Regions from separate parts of the Rattus norvegicus genome. Here region 1 is linked to region 2. The links are chromatin contacts, called in public Hi-C maps. All regions are on one chromosome and are shown on one strand. Each heading gives the region's core, a stretch centred on a gene start, on an enhancer-like site or on the middle of the called end of the contact. The rest is flanking DNA. Distances are from core to core; before and after follow the strand shown.

Region 1 (6,204 bases), core at 695-3,194, 140 kb after region 2:
GCATGAAGGAACCACTGCTTTTAGTGTCCTGAAATAACAAGTATAAGAATCCAGCATATATGCAAATATTTTAGCCTATATTTCATCTTCCTTACTTCAGTATCTATTCGCATCTTACAGTTGCTATAACAAATTACCACAAGCTTTGTGGCTTAATGTAGCCAAAAATCATTTTTCTCATGATTCTAGAACCCAGAGATTTGAAACAAATGTTTTTTTTTTAATTTTTCCACTTTATGTGTGTGTGCCTGCTTGTCTGTGTGTGCACCACTTGCATACAAGCAGGTGCCCACAGAGTCCAGAAGAGAGGATTGGATTTCCTGGAACTGGAATGATGGGTAGTTTTGTGCCTTCTAATGTAGATACTGGGATGCAGAAAGAGAAAGACAGAGAGACAAGCAGAGAGACAGAGAGACAGAGAGACAGAGACCGAGAGACAGAGAGACAGAGAGACAGAGAGTCCAAGAGACAGAGAGACGGAGAGAGAGACAGAGAGATGGAGAGACAGAGAGACAGAGAGACGGAGAGACAGAGAGACAGAGAGATGGAGAGACCAAGAGACAGAGAGACGGAGAGAGAGACAGAGAGACAGAGAGACAGAGAGAGAGACAGAGAGACAGAGAGAGAGACAGAGAGACAGAGAGAGAGACAGAGAAAGACAGAGAGGCCAGCCAGGGTTGAGCAGTCTCTCCAGGCCCTTGTAATTACTTTCACTGGGATGAAACCAAGGTGCTCACAACTGCATCTGCTTCCCTTCTGTTCCCTTTCAGCTTCTGGTGGCTGCTGGCTTTATTCAGCTAATGACTGCATCACCCAGGCTCTGCCTCCCAGGTAACAATGCTTCTTCATCTTCAACATATTATCTCCCTCTATACCTTATTATGACAGTTATGACCCACCCAGGTGACGAGGATCACTACTGTCTCCAGACTTTAATCCCATCTGCAGAGATCCTTTATTTTTCTTTCTCAAAAAATAAATAAATAAATAAAAAAATAAAAAAATAAATAAATAAATAAATAAATAAATAAATAAATAAATAAATAAAAGTATTTATAGGTTCCAGGGATTAAGATGTGGTCCTCTAATTTAGCATCTGTCAAAATCATCGAGAGATTCTATAACACATGGCTTGCTGGGCCTCCAGCTGGGTTTCTCATTTGGAAAATTTGGAGTGAAGTCTAAGATTCTGAATTATTAACTAATTCCCAGGCAATGGTGCTGCTGGTCCTCCTTTGAGGACAAAATTGATCTTCTTAGTCAGGTGTGGCAAAGCGTGCCTATAATCCTAGTACTTAGGAGTCTGAAGCAGAAAGATGGCAGCCTCAAGACCACTCCTGTGTTGCTTCTTGCTTAATTTTCCCACTGTATGCTGTCAACTCTTGTGTCTACCTCTGTATGTGTTCACATCAGAGCTACTAATAAAGCATTGTCTCTGTTGTCTTTCAGATACTGACAGCTTTCTTCCCCCTTTAGACGTGTGCAGTGAGACAGGTCCTAATGGCTTTAGTGCTCCAGCTGGTTTCTGTGTAAGGACAGGATAATTCCTACAACCTGGTGCTCAAGCACCCATGGTATTAGTGTAATCCATACACCTCCTTGTAGCTAGCCTCTTTGGGACTCCCCAAATATCCTCTGCATGCCTCTCCCAAAGAAGAGACTTCCTCATGTCCCTCAGTCAGAAAGAATGTCTCATGTCGTCTGTCTTTAGCTAACACCCCTTGCCCAGCTGTTGGAATAATCTTCTTCTGTGATGTGTAAAGGTCGTCTTTGTATTATTCAAATGTTGATTTCTGTACCAGCCAAGAGCTGAAAACTGTCTGGACTTTGGTCTTATTATTTTTGTGAAACATCACCTGTCTCGGTGTTCTGTAAACACTCTTCTCTGTCACCTTCTGATTGGGTTAATAAAGAACTGATGACGTATAGCAGGACAGGAGAGGAAAGGTGGGGCATCGGGTAAGAGATAAGAACTCTGGGAATGAATAAGGCTCAGGGTTTCACCAGCCATCAGACAAGGAGGAAGGACCAGGGACAGGGACTGAAGGAGCGGTGACAACAGATCACATGGCGGAATGTAGATTAGAATAAGTGGGTTAATTAAGTCACCCGGGCTAGTTGGCAAATAGCCTAAGCCAAGGCCTAAGCTTTCATAAACAAAAATATGTCTGCGTGTTGTTACTCGGGTGCGGGCAGGTCAGAGGCGTCCAGCAATGCTCAGCAGAATCCTAATGTTCCCTAAGGCCCACCGCGTCTTCTTGGTCTCTCTTCCTCCAATCAGTATAGTCCTGCTCTCCACACAGCACTCTCAGGAACACTCTGGCAATAATATCTTCTATCACGAATCATAATTAGTCCTTGATTGACTATGAACGTCACGGGGTAACGTTCATGCTCACTTAACTTCCTGTCTTGTACGGCAGGTGAATCTGCACAGAAAGAATGATGTCTCTCATTTGGCATCTCCTCTGAGCTCTTTGCCGCTGTTGGGCACACAAAGGCTGTGCTTGTGTCTTTGCTTTGGTATGGGGACCGTGTTCCATACTTCCTTGGGTGAACACCCCCTGCCCCATTTTGCCTTTGGGACTCTGTTGATGCCTGTCCATTGAAGTACTTCTACACAAAATCCATCCATCTTCCTCTCTGGGTCTGTCACAGACATGAATTCTTTTCTAGGATTTAAAAATTAAGTCTCTAGAGAAAACAGACTCCTTTCTGTTGAGTTGTGAAGCTGGGGATATGTTTGCCTCTTGGGAGAAACAGGCTAGAGGGACTAAGGGACTGCAATCAAGGGGGAGTACTGAGAGTGGAGATGGGAGTCCTGCTACTCAGTGTTTCGGGCTGCTTGCTTCCTTCATGGTTTCTTCCTGCGAGGTAATTAGACTGCCATGGAGCCTGCTCTGGACTGTTGGGTTCTGCCCGACAGTTCTTGCAGTCTATAGGTCTCGGTAATAATTCATGCACGGGTTAAAGGGACTGGCTATCCTTTAAGACCTTCCTAAGTACTGCCTTCAATGTCCTGAAAAGCTAACCCCCACGGCAGGGGCCTCTGAGCTCTTCCACATGTTCTGCCCTCTGACCCCTTCCATATGTTATACTCTGTCCAGCCCTCAAAGCTATTAAGTATGGCTTACCATTTATAAACTTAATGGTAATGTCTGGAAAATATTTCTGCCGAAGTCCTGGTCAACATTTTTACTTTGATAACTAAAAAGTTCATGGAAATGAGATTGCTAAAATTCATTAATACATGTACAAAACTTCAATGAGTTTTTTTTTTAATTAAAAATCCAAACAGGAGAACACAAATATCCCATAAAGAATAGTCCCCTCGAGTGATTGAAAGCTCTGGGCTGTTTGCTGGTAGGCAGAGAAACAAATTTAAAAGATTGCAGAGACGCATGCCATAAGAGATCTAAGCAGGGGTTGGGGATTTAGCTCAGCGGTAGAGCGGTAGAGCGCTTGCCTAGCAAGCGCAAGGCCCTGGGTTCAGTCCCCAGCTCCGAAAAAAGAAAAAAGAAGGAAAAAAAAAAGAGAGAGATCTAAGCAGACGAATACAGCACTCTAAATGCCTGTCTGCTCAGAGGCTGTTTGGATTTGGGCAGAGCCTGATAGCCGGACTGTGGATCAAGGCTCCTCAAGCTGCATGGCCTCGAACTGCACATGCCCAGAGGGGTACCAGGCACCAGTCTTCTGCACCGTTGCTGTCTTAGTCTACATGCTTGACTTCAGAATGAATTCAGAGTAGTCTCCTGGAAGGAAACCATGCAACAAGCATCTGCAGCTCGCTGGTCTCCTTTGGGACCTGCTGAAATTTAAGGAAAGGCTTTGAACTTAGTCTTGAGTCTCTCCTTAAAGAATATTCTCAAGGCCAAGAACTTCAATTAGGAACTGAATGACTCAGGAGCGTCCCCCTTGTGTTACCTCTCAGGATCAAATTACAATTGTTACCAATCTTTACAGTGTTTGAACACTCACATAAAAATTCCCGAGGGTACCCTGAAGGGAAAGGGGCAATTCCAACAGCTGAACTCCTGAAACTCACATCTCTACAGTAACACTAGCATCAGGCACCAGCCTTTCTGTAGCCCAGTCTTTGACGTTATTGTTGATTTGACTTGAAATAGGTTTTGTAGTACGTAGCCTAGGCTAACCTCAAGCCCAACCCAATCCTCCAGTCTCAGCTTCCTGAACACAAAGATTATAGACATGGGCCGTCATCCGTGGCTGCCCTCCCATCCTTGCTCATGAGGAAGGTAATTCTCCAGCCACTAGTTCCACAGTCTTGTGCGGGCTGTGGTTCGCCGGCACACACTGGGCTAGCAGTCAGTTGCTGAGCCATGTCCTCTGTCCTCCCAGCTCACCCTCTAGAAATTAAGTAACTCTGACAGACGATGTTTCTTCTGCCTGAAACATTCATTTGGTTCTTCATCGCCTTTCTCTCCTTTGTCATTGCCTGAAAGAAAAAAAATGCCTTTTTACATTTCACGTATTTAGTGTGTGTGTGTGTGTGTGTGTGTGTGTGTGTGTAACCTCATGACCATGCACATGCTACACTACACATGTGGAAGTCAGAGTCAATTTCTTCCCTCTACCTTGTGGGTTCCAGGAATCCAACTCAGGTCTTTAAGCTTGGAAGCAAGCACCTCTACTAGGTGAGCCTTCTTGATGGCCCCAATTTCTACACTCCACCATGGATGCTGAAAGGAACAGCTCGTGCCCCAATTCTCAACTCATCCCAGCTCACGATCTTTCCCAGGCCTTGGGTGCCATCATTAATAAATCTCTTCTAAAGGTGCTTTTTCCATCGATCTAAACTGTTTAGCTGTCTCTAAAACAATAGACAAAAGCCCAATGACTTCCTATAATTATTCCTAAACATTCACAGTACATGTGGAGGGTGCATGTTACAATGCCAACACAGGGAGGTGGGGGGTAGAAGAGTCAGGAGTTCAAGAACAGCCTTGGCCACACCATGAGTTTAAAGCAAAGTGGAAACTCCACACCGAGGATGGCAGAGCCACACTAGAAAACCCCTTCTGGCACCATTAAGCAGCCATAGTAGCCAAAGTCTACTTGTGCTAGGCAATTCGTGAAAAAGAAACTTACATCTTGCCTAAGATCCCTCTTCAGACCTTTGTTCCAGGAGCTGGTACCCAATAGAAAGCTGTAGGAGGTGGCCACCGGTATCCACGGACACCTCTGGTGTCCCGCTGTTTTACAAATTCTACCTGTGCATCTACATTCGCTCAGCTACAAAGATCAAGGTAGCAGCAGAACCACTTTTACCTCGAATAATAAATTAGTGGCCTTTCTGAGCTTTCTGTTCGTCCGAGAGTCGAGAAACATGTAGTGAGAGAAACATGAAGTTCCAGGGGAACTGGCTACAGACATCAGAAACTCACGCCAGCAGAGATTTTTAAATGGAATCCTTCACCCCTGCAGAGCGTACGCTGTAGCTCCATGTATGTATCTGTAGAAGCCATTCCTTACCTTTAGCGAAAGTCCTGTAAACACAGACATGCCTGCCTCACATGGGTGCTGAAAAGACCAGTTTGTTCCTGCCCCAATTCTCAACTCATCCCAACAATAGAGCCAGCTTACGAGTCAGGGAGGGGTTCTCCACCTGTGAGTCATGACCCCTTTGGGGGGGGGGTCACATATCAGATATCCTACATATGAGACATTAACATCATAATTCATAACAGTAGCAAAATTATAGTCATGAAGTATAATGAATTAATATTATGGGTGGGGTTTACCACAGCATGAGGAACTGTATTAAAGGGTCGCAGCAACAGTGGGAAGGTTGAGAACCACTGGTATCAGGCACTGGTTTTGCCACACTCTCCCTGACCATCACAAGAACCAAGGGAAGGTTCTGGAGACAAGGAAAGACCCAGAAAGTCTAGAGTACCCAAGATCACAGCACAGTCCCAAGCCTGTCCCCCAATAACCCGTCAATTCTGAGCACATCTGCAGTCACATCAAATATCTCACCCCAATACTCTCTAAGTTCAGTGGGTCTGTTAGCTTCCTGATCGCAGCAGCTAGGAAATTCTCACCACTGCACAATCTCCCACCACTATGTGGAAGGAAAGAGAGAGAGAGAGAGAGAGAGAGAGAGAGAGAGAGACAGAGAGAGAGAGGCAGAGAGAGACAGAGAGGGAGAGGGAGAGGGAGAGGGAGAGGGAGAGGGAGAGG
Region 2 (6,579 bases), core at 3,506-6,005:
AATGTAACTACCCTAATTATCTCAGCAAGACTACAGTAGTCACTGTGTAGTGCTTAGAGGCGAGCAGTTGGTAGACACTTTAGCTTGTAGGCCAGTACTACACTTGATATGCAGAGCACTTTAAAGACTAATAATATAGATGGCCAGCTACCCATGCAATCAATGAAGGAACTCAAAAGTCATGCCACTTCCACCCCAGTAGGAAAAGCAAACAATAGGAATGTTGAATCACATAGAAAGAACTTGACTCATCCCCTGTGGTTCCAGCAAGATAATTCTAGGCAATGTCTAAAGGTGTGAATGTTAGGTTAGAATCAAGGTCAAAGGTTTCCAACATCAGCTGTACTGCTTTGTAGAGTTATGAATGCCTCATTATTTGGAGATAGTCAAGCTCAGTCAATAAGCTTTCAAATACTACTTCCGTTAGGCAGCTTTTCCTACCATCAATAAGCCAGTAGTTCTCAAACTGGAAAAGTATGTCACTTACCTATAGGGGAATCATACCCAGTCCCAGAGAGTCTGACTCAATAGGTCTTCAGAGTCCCCTGAGGACCAGCATTATAAACAAGTTTCCACTTAAGACTTGTTAGAGTTTAGATCTCCCACACTCCCCCAGAAGTCCATGTTGCATACTGAATCCCCAACCTGTTCCACCACTAGAGGTGGTGACACCTTTAAGAGGTGGAGCCTACGGGGTACAAGTTAAACCAGTGAAGACATGCTATTGGAGAGTGTATGGAGACCCTTTCTCCACCCACCCTGTCTGCTTTCTAGCGTCAGGAATGAACTGCCCTCTTCTGCCAAGCATTCATGAAATGATGCAAGGCCAAGAGCACAAGAGCCTGACCCCATGACTTGGACCTCTAAAACCATGAGCGAACAGAAACCTTTCCTTCCTTTAAGTTGATTGCCTTTGGTATTTTGTCACAGTAAAGAAAAATAGAGTGTGAGAACTTTGGGGCTAGACAAATTCCTATCAAGGATACTTCTGTGCTATTGCAATTGTAAATGGTTTATCATTAAAGGATGCGGCATAAATCATGTGGTTTATACTAGGAAACATGAGTCAGTGCTGGAAGAAGCAGGATTTAAACCAGTAGTTCTCAACCTTCCTATAGCTGTGAGCCCTTAATACTTGTTGTGGTAATCCCCAGCCATAAAATTATCTTGGTTGCTTCTTTATAACAGTTATTTTGCTACTGTTGTGAATCATAATGTAGATAGCTTACATGTTACCCCCAAAAGGGTCATGACCCACAAGTTGAGAACCACTGATATAGACAAAACAAGTTAGAAAGGCCAGGTCAGAGAACACGAGGAGGATCTGCCTTTTAAATAAGTACAGCCTGAACATTAATGCATTAATGGATGAACTTTCACGTATGTTCCTTCCCACACTCACTGCTTCACCATTTCCTGCATTCAGCTCGCTAGGCTGGTTTTTTTTTTTTTTTTTTTTTTTTTTTTTTTTTTGCCTTGCCTTGCCTTGCCTTGCCTTGCCTTGCCTTAGGGAAAATACTTAGCAGCAGAAAGAAAATACAAAAAGTAGTCACGTCTGGCTTTTTCACTTTAAAAAAAAGTTAGCTTCGCAGAAATAAAGAACTGAGAGGTAGAATGAGAGAGGACAGTTCTTCTGCAAAATGACTCTGCAGGCCACGAGCTGTGGGGAGGGAAGGACATATTGACTAGAGAATTCCAGAAGAAATATGGGCTCCCAGCTGATACCGTGTCGTGCCTGAGACACCATACTGAGATACAGGAAAACCCTAGTTTTACTAAAATCTTGATAGATGAGGGTTTGAAATGGAAGTCAAGCTGTTGGATAAAGGGTAACCCGAGTTGTGGGTTTCATGCCCTGGATGCACAACAGAATGTGTGCGTGGATGAAGAGAAGGTTAGTCTGTTGGGATAAATTATAAGCATATCAGTAATGAAATGACCAAAGGGGGATAACAAGTGAGACTAGACTTTGTCACAGTAGAGAGTTGAGCTCCAAAGCTTAAGGACGCACCCATGTCCTGGTCACTGAGGTCATCCTGAGGCCTACATGGATTTCTAATATCCCTCTCACCTCCTTCCCCTGATTTAAATACATGTTAGCACTCTGGGTTGCTTGGTGTCTTCACTGGGTCTCCAACAGACCATCCTCAGATGGACTCTGGGCTGAGGCTTAAGGTAGGGGAAGACCTTAAGTTTTCTGTCTGCAAACTTACCCTCAATCTGACATCTGGGAAGATTTACCTACTGTGTTGAAATCACTTCAGTCAACTAACACCTACTCATCCCCAGAGATGTTAGTCACAAATGAGGCTGTGTATCTCTTTAAGTGTCTCCTCTCCTTTAGATGTTAGAGGACTTTTGTGGTGAGTCATCATGGCAGGTCTTGTCTTCCAACAAGGATGTATTACATAATATCTTACAGAGCCTTCTCACAAACATCAACTGGATAACTCTCCAAACTATCCTCAACGTTTATCTGAAGGCTTTGTGAGAGAGAAAAATGCCTATCAGTGTGTTCTACAGGCTGACACAAGCAGCAACTGCCACACTCAAAATTTCTTGTAACCCGGAAGCACAAGGAACAAAAAGTACATCAAATTAAAAAGTTTCTTCTCAGCAGAGAGTGAAAGGAAAGAGCAGAGAGCTAAAATGACCCAGAAAGCCATTATGGGATAGGCACTATGTGATCTTTCATCCTGATAGGCAGCATGGCTGGATTTACAATCACCATGCAAATGTGCCTCTAAATGTGTCTACGACAGTGTTTCCCCAGTTAAGGGAAGGGGGAAGATTTACCACAAATATGGGTGACGAATTCACAAGGGCTGGGATCCCAGACTCAATAAAAAGGAGGAAGTGAGCTAGGCATGGGCCTCTCTCTCTCTGCTTCCTGACTGCAGACGATGTGACCAGCTGCCTCGTGTTCCTACGGTCATGACCTCCCTGTCATGATGGACTGCACCTTCAAACTGTGAGCCTACACAAACCTTCCTTCCTTAAGTTGTTTCAACAAGTATTGCATAGCAGCAGAGAAGAAAGTAACTAGTATAGGTTGACATCCAGAACATACAGAAATCTAAAAAAACTCAACAACAAAAAGAAAAAGAAAAGGAAAAAGAATAGTTAAAATAGCATTCTTAAAAACCACTCATCATTTTTGAATGTGGCATCTTCAAAAAATAGGCATACAAATGTTTACCTAAGTAAACGTTTCTCAGAATGCATACAAAATGGATGGCAGTTATTTGAAAAAAAAAAAAAAAAGCGAGGGAGGAATTCAACGTCCCTAATCACAGGAAAATGCAAACCCAAACCAGAATGCCACACCACCTCAGCCCATTAAGGGTGGCCCTTATCAGAAAGGACTATATTAACAAGTACAGGTGAGGAAGCAGAGAAAATGTTGGTGGGGATGTCAGTGGGTACAGCCTGTGAGTGTTACAGATGGAAAGGTATCCTGGCAGATGGGAGCTGAGGAATATCCCGACGTCACACTGCACAGCACACTTCACATAAGAAGGGAGGGCAGGACTGGGGAGGGTGGCTGCCTCTGCTCAGGTGAGAACCAGCAGAGGACAAAGTTGATATAGAGTTTCTTAGGAGATGGGGCTTTCCAGGGTGGGGATTGGTGAGATTTCAAGTCCTCAGCATGGGCTTTTTACTCTGTAGGGCAGGGGCTGGGTCCTGCCATCAGGGCAGAGTGTTTCATGGGTGAAATCTGGCAGTCAGGGATCTTCAGGGAATGGGCCTCATGTGTCTTCAAGGGGCTTATAGGGCCACAATGGAAGAACATGTGAAGGTTTCTCAAAAAATTAAATATTTTTTTCTAAAAGTTAAAACATCGAAATGTTCTTCGCTTAAAAATCAGAAATCTATGTTATCTTCCTATGTATTTGACTCAGCATCATTTGGGTTTCGGAAGTGTTATATAGTAATTTTTTATAGAATAAGAATAAGAAAAGGAGGGTTGGGGATTTAGCTCAGTGGTAGAGCGCTTGCCTAGGAAGCGCAAGGCCCTGGGTTCGGTCCCCAGCTCCGAAAAAAAAAAAAAAAGAACCAAGAATAAGAAAAGGATATATTGTTGGTTAGATATGCCTCACCATGGCTGCTGTGCCATAAGGGTTTGTCTCACAAGACAACAGAGAAAACATTCGTTTCTCTATGCCTAGAGCTACGATCCACTTTGCAAAAAACCAACAATGTTCTGTTGTTCATCTTCTCTTCTTTGGATGAAACATTTATTTACATGGTCCCTTGAAAAGGATTTTCAAGGGCAGAAGAATCACAAGTTCAAGACGAGTCTACAGAGAATTCCGGGCCAACTGAGAGCAACCCCTGTTTCCTCACAGCCACTCACTGGGCAGTTGTAAGAAAACAAGGGCAGGGGAGAGAAAAAGTCAGGCTTAACAAGAGCTGAGCATGATTTCCAGGGTAGTTCAAAGTCGAGAAGAAAGACTCCCTTCCAAAATGGCTTAGGTTCTCAACTTCATAAAAATAAGACAGAGTAAGAGCTAGAAGCTATTGGCCTTGTAGGAGAGGAAGGGAGAGCTGAGAGGAACTGGCAGGGTGGAAGGAAGGCTCTGACAAACAGTAGTGATTCCGTGTTCCTGAAATAAATTGTAGCCAGACAGAATCCTGAGTGGGCAGTGTGAGCCAAGTGTCAAATGTACTGGATGTCCTAACCCTCATGTGCACTTCGCATGAGGCCAGAGCTTAGTGCTTCTCCCAAAATGATCTTCAGATTCACAGTAGCGGACACTGGCAACCTCCTGTCAACAAACAGTCGTGAAAATAGCCCTGGCTTTTATGTCTACTGGCCCATGTCCTCCAAAGAGTCAACATGGAGCTAAAAGCAAACAAGCACAATGCCAAGAAAAATTAAGTAACAGGCTTTTGACACATTTCAGGACTTCCCGTGTTTTATATATTTTTAAGAGAATAATCTACTTTACTCATAAAAAGCATTTACTGTTCTCCAGAAATAAATTTCTAACGTGGTATATTCATTTAGTGAAACAGCTTTCAGCCTCATAATACATGAGTACTTGCAAATATTTTTTAAATATTATTATCAAGTTTAAAAGTGGCTGTTATATACCAGTGGGAATTGTCAAATTATATTTTGAAAGGGAAAAACAGTTAAGACTTTTTTTATATATATTCAAAATAAACACATGTCAAATATGCATGTCTAATGTATGACTATTTAAAGAAAGCACGTTACAATAAATTGAGAGAGAAAAATGTTTTAAACCTTTACTTTTAAAAAAATTTAGACATTGAAAATCATCACACAGCAATACTAACCAGATCTAAAATCTATGCGTCTCAGTGAACGTTTATGCAGTTAGAGTAGACATGTGAAGCAATGGTGCTTCACAGGAACTTCATGTTCGCCCCTGAATATATATTTTTTGTGCATTTATCTACCACCAAAAACTAAAAATGCATGGCAGAGTTAGAACTAGAGAAACAACTAGCTTTGCGTCCAGTTTATAACAGAGTCAATTAGCTGTCCTTCCATGTCCTTCCATGGAGAAATTAAAGAACCATAAATGCACATGGAAGAAGTGAGTGTTGGAGGACATTTGCCCAGGGACAGAACCTGGCTTTCTTCTGGGGACAGAACGAGACTGCCTATCCAGTGGACAGAAGGCACTGCGAGTGGAGATAAGAACTGTTTACATTTGCAGTAGTCAGTTATCTGCAGAGTACAAAGTTGAAAAATGGCCCAAGCACAGACAAAAGGCCACGTTTGAGAGCCACATTGTTCCTGTTTTTCATTCTTGCCCTCTAAGGATAAGTTATAGACATTTTTACCCGTTCCAAATTCCACATGCAAATGATATTTTGTCAGATAAGAGATAAACTTTGGAGGTCCACATGCCATTGGAACAGCTAAAGGTGGTTTTCTACCCAAGATCCAATCTTTGTTTCCTTTGGGTAATTGTGAATTCCATGACTTAGAGGAAACAGGGGATTTCCAGAGAACCCCAATATTCGATTGAAAAAATATCTTAGTTATCAGAAGAAATGATACCCTAAAATACAATAGCTTGCTGTGTGTATGAATGTGTGTATGTATGTATACATGTATGTATATATGTATGTAATGTGTATGTATATATGTATGTAATTTGTATGTATGTATGTATGCATGCATGTATATATGTATGTGATGTATATGTATATTTGTATGTAATTTGTATGTATGTGTGCATTTATGTATATATGTGTGTAATGTGTATGTATGCATGCATGTATGTATATATGTATGTAATACATATATATGTATGTGTGTATGTATGTAATATGTATGTGTGTACTATTATGTATGTATGTATGTATGTATGTATGTATGTATGTATGTACGACTCAGTAAACTGGAGCCTGCAGGCAGAATCTTCCCAATTTTGTATATCCTTTCGATGGAAACGCAGCCACAGATCTCCTTTTCCATGACCAGTTTTATGCCACAAGAGCAGAGTTGTGTGCAAAGAGCCCAAAAGCCTCAGCAATCCCAAAGCCAGAAATATTCACTATTTTCCTCTTACTGAATAATGTATACTGAGTCCTATC

Evidence for each region. A called contact is a pair of places that touch in the nucleus more often than the background predicts.
Region 1: a Hi-C map of liver shows a contact between it and region 2, with 4 times the contacts expected there. The contact joins two enhancer-like sites. A contact is called at or near these places in 2 of 12 Hi-C or Micro-C datasets (kidney and liver).

What each region holds. Positions count from the first base shown.
Region 1 is chr13:65,930,412-65,936,615 of GRCr8, forward strand. It overlaps LOC134481568 (a long non-coding RNA gene), which reads right to left. Exons shown (of 3, transcript XR_010057225.1): 2 at 4,365-4,456; 3 at 3,262-3,805. Among named protein-coding and RNA genes, the nearest start is that of Ivns1abp, 44 kb to the right of the region's middle. Within about 2 kb of position 1,945, at least 1 of the 93 cell types and tissues checked has an H3K27ac peak or open chromatin away from gene starts, as enhancers often do. A contact at or near this core is called in liver, where this site is marked.
Region 2 is chr13:65,788,341-65,794,919 of GRCr8, forward strand. No RefSeq gene overlaps it. Among named protein-coding and RNA genes, the nearest start is that of Hmcn1, 160 kb to the left of the region's middle. Within about 2 kb of position 4,756, at least 8 of the 93 cell types and tissues checked have an H3K27ac peak or open chromatin away from gene starts, as enhancers often do. A contact at or near this core is called in liver, where this site is marked.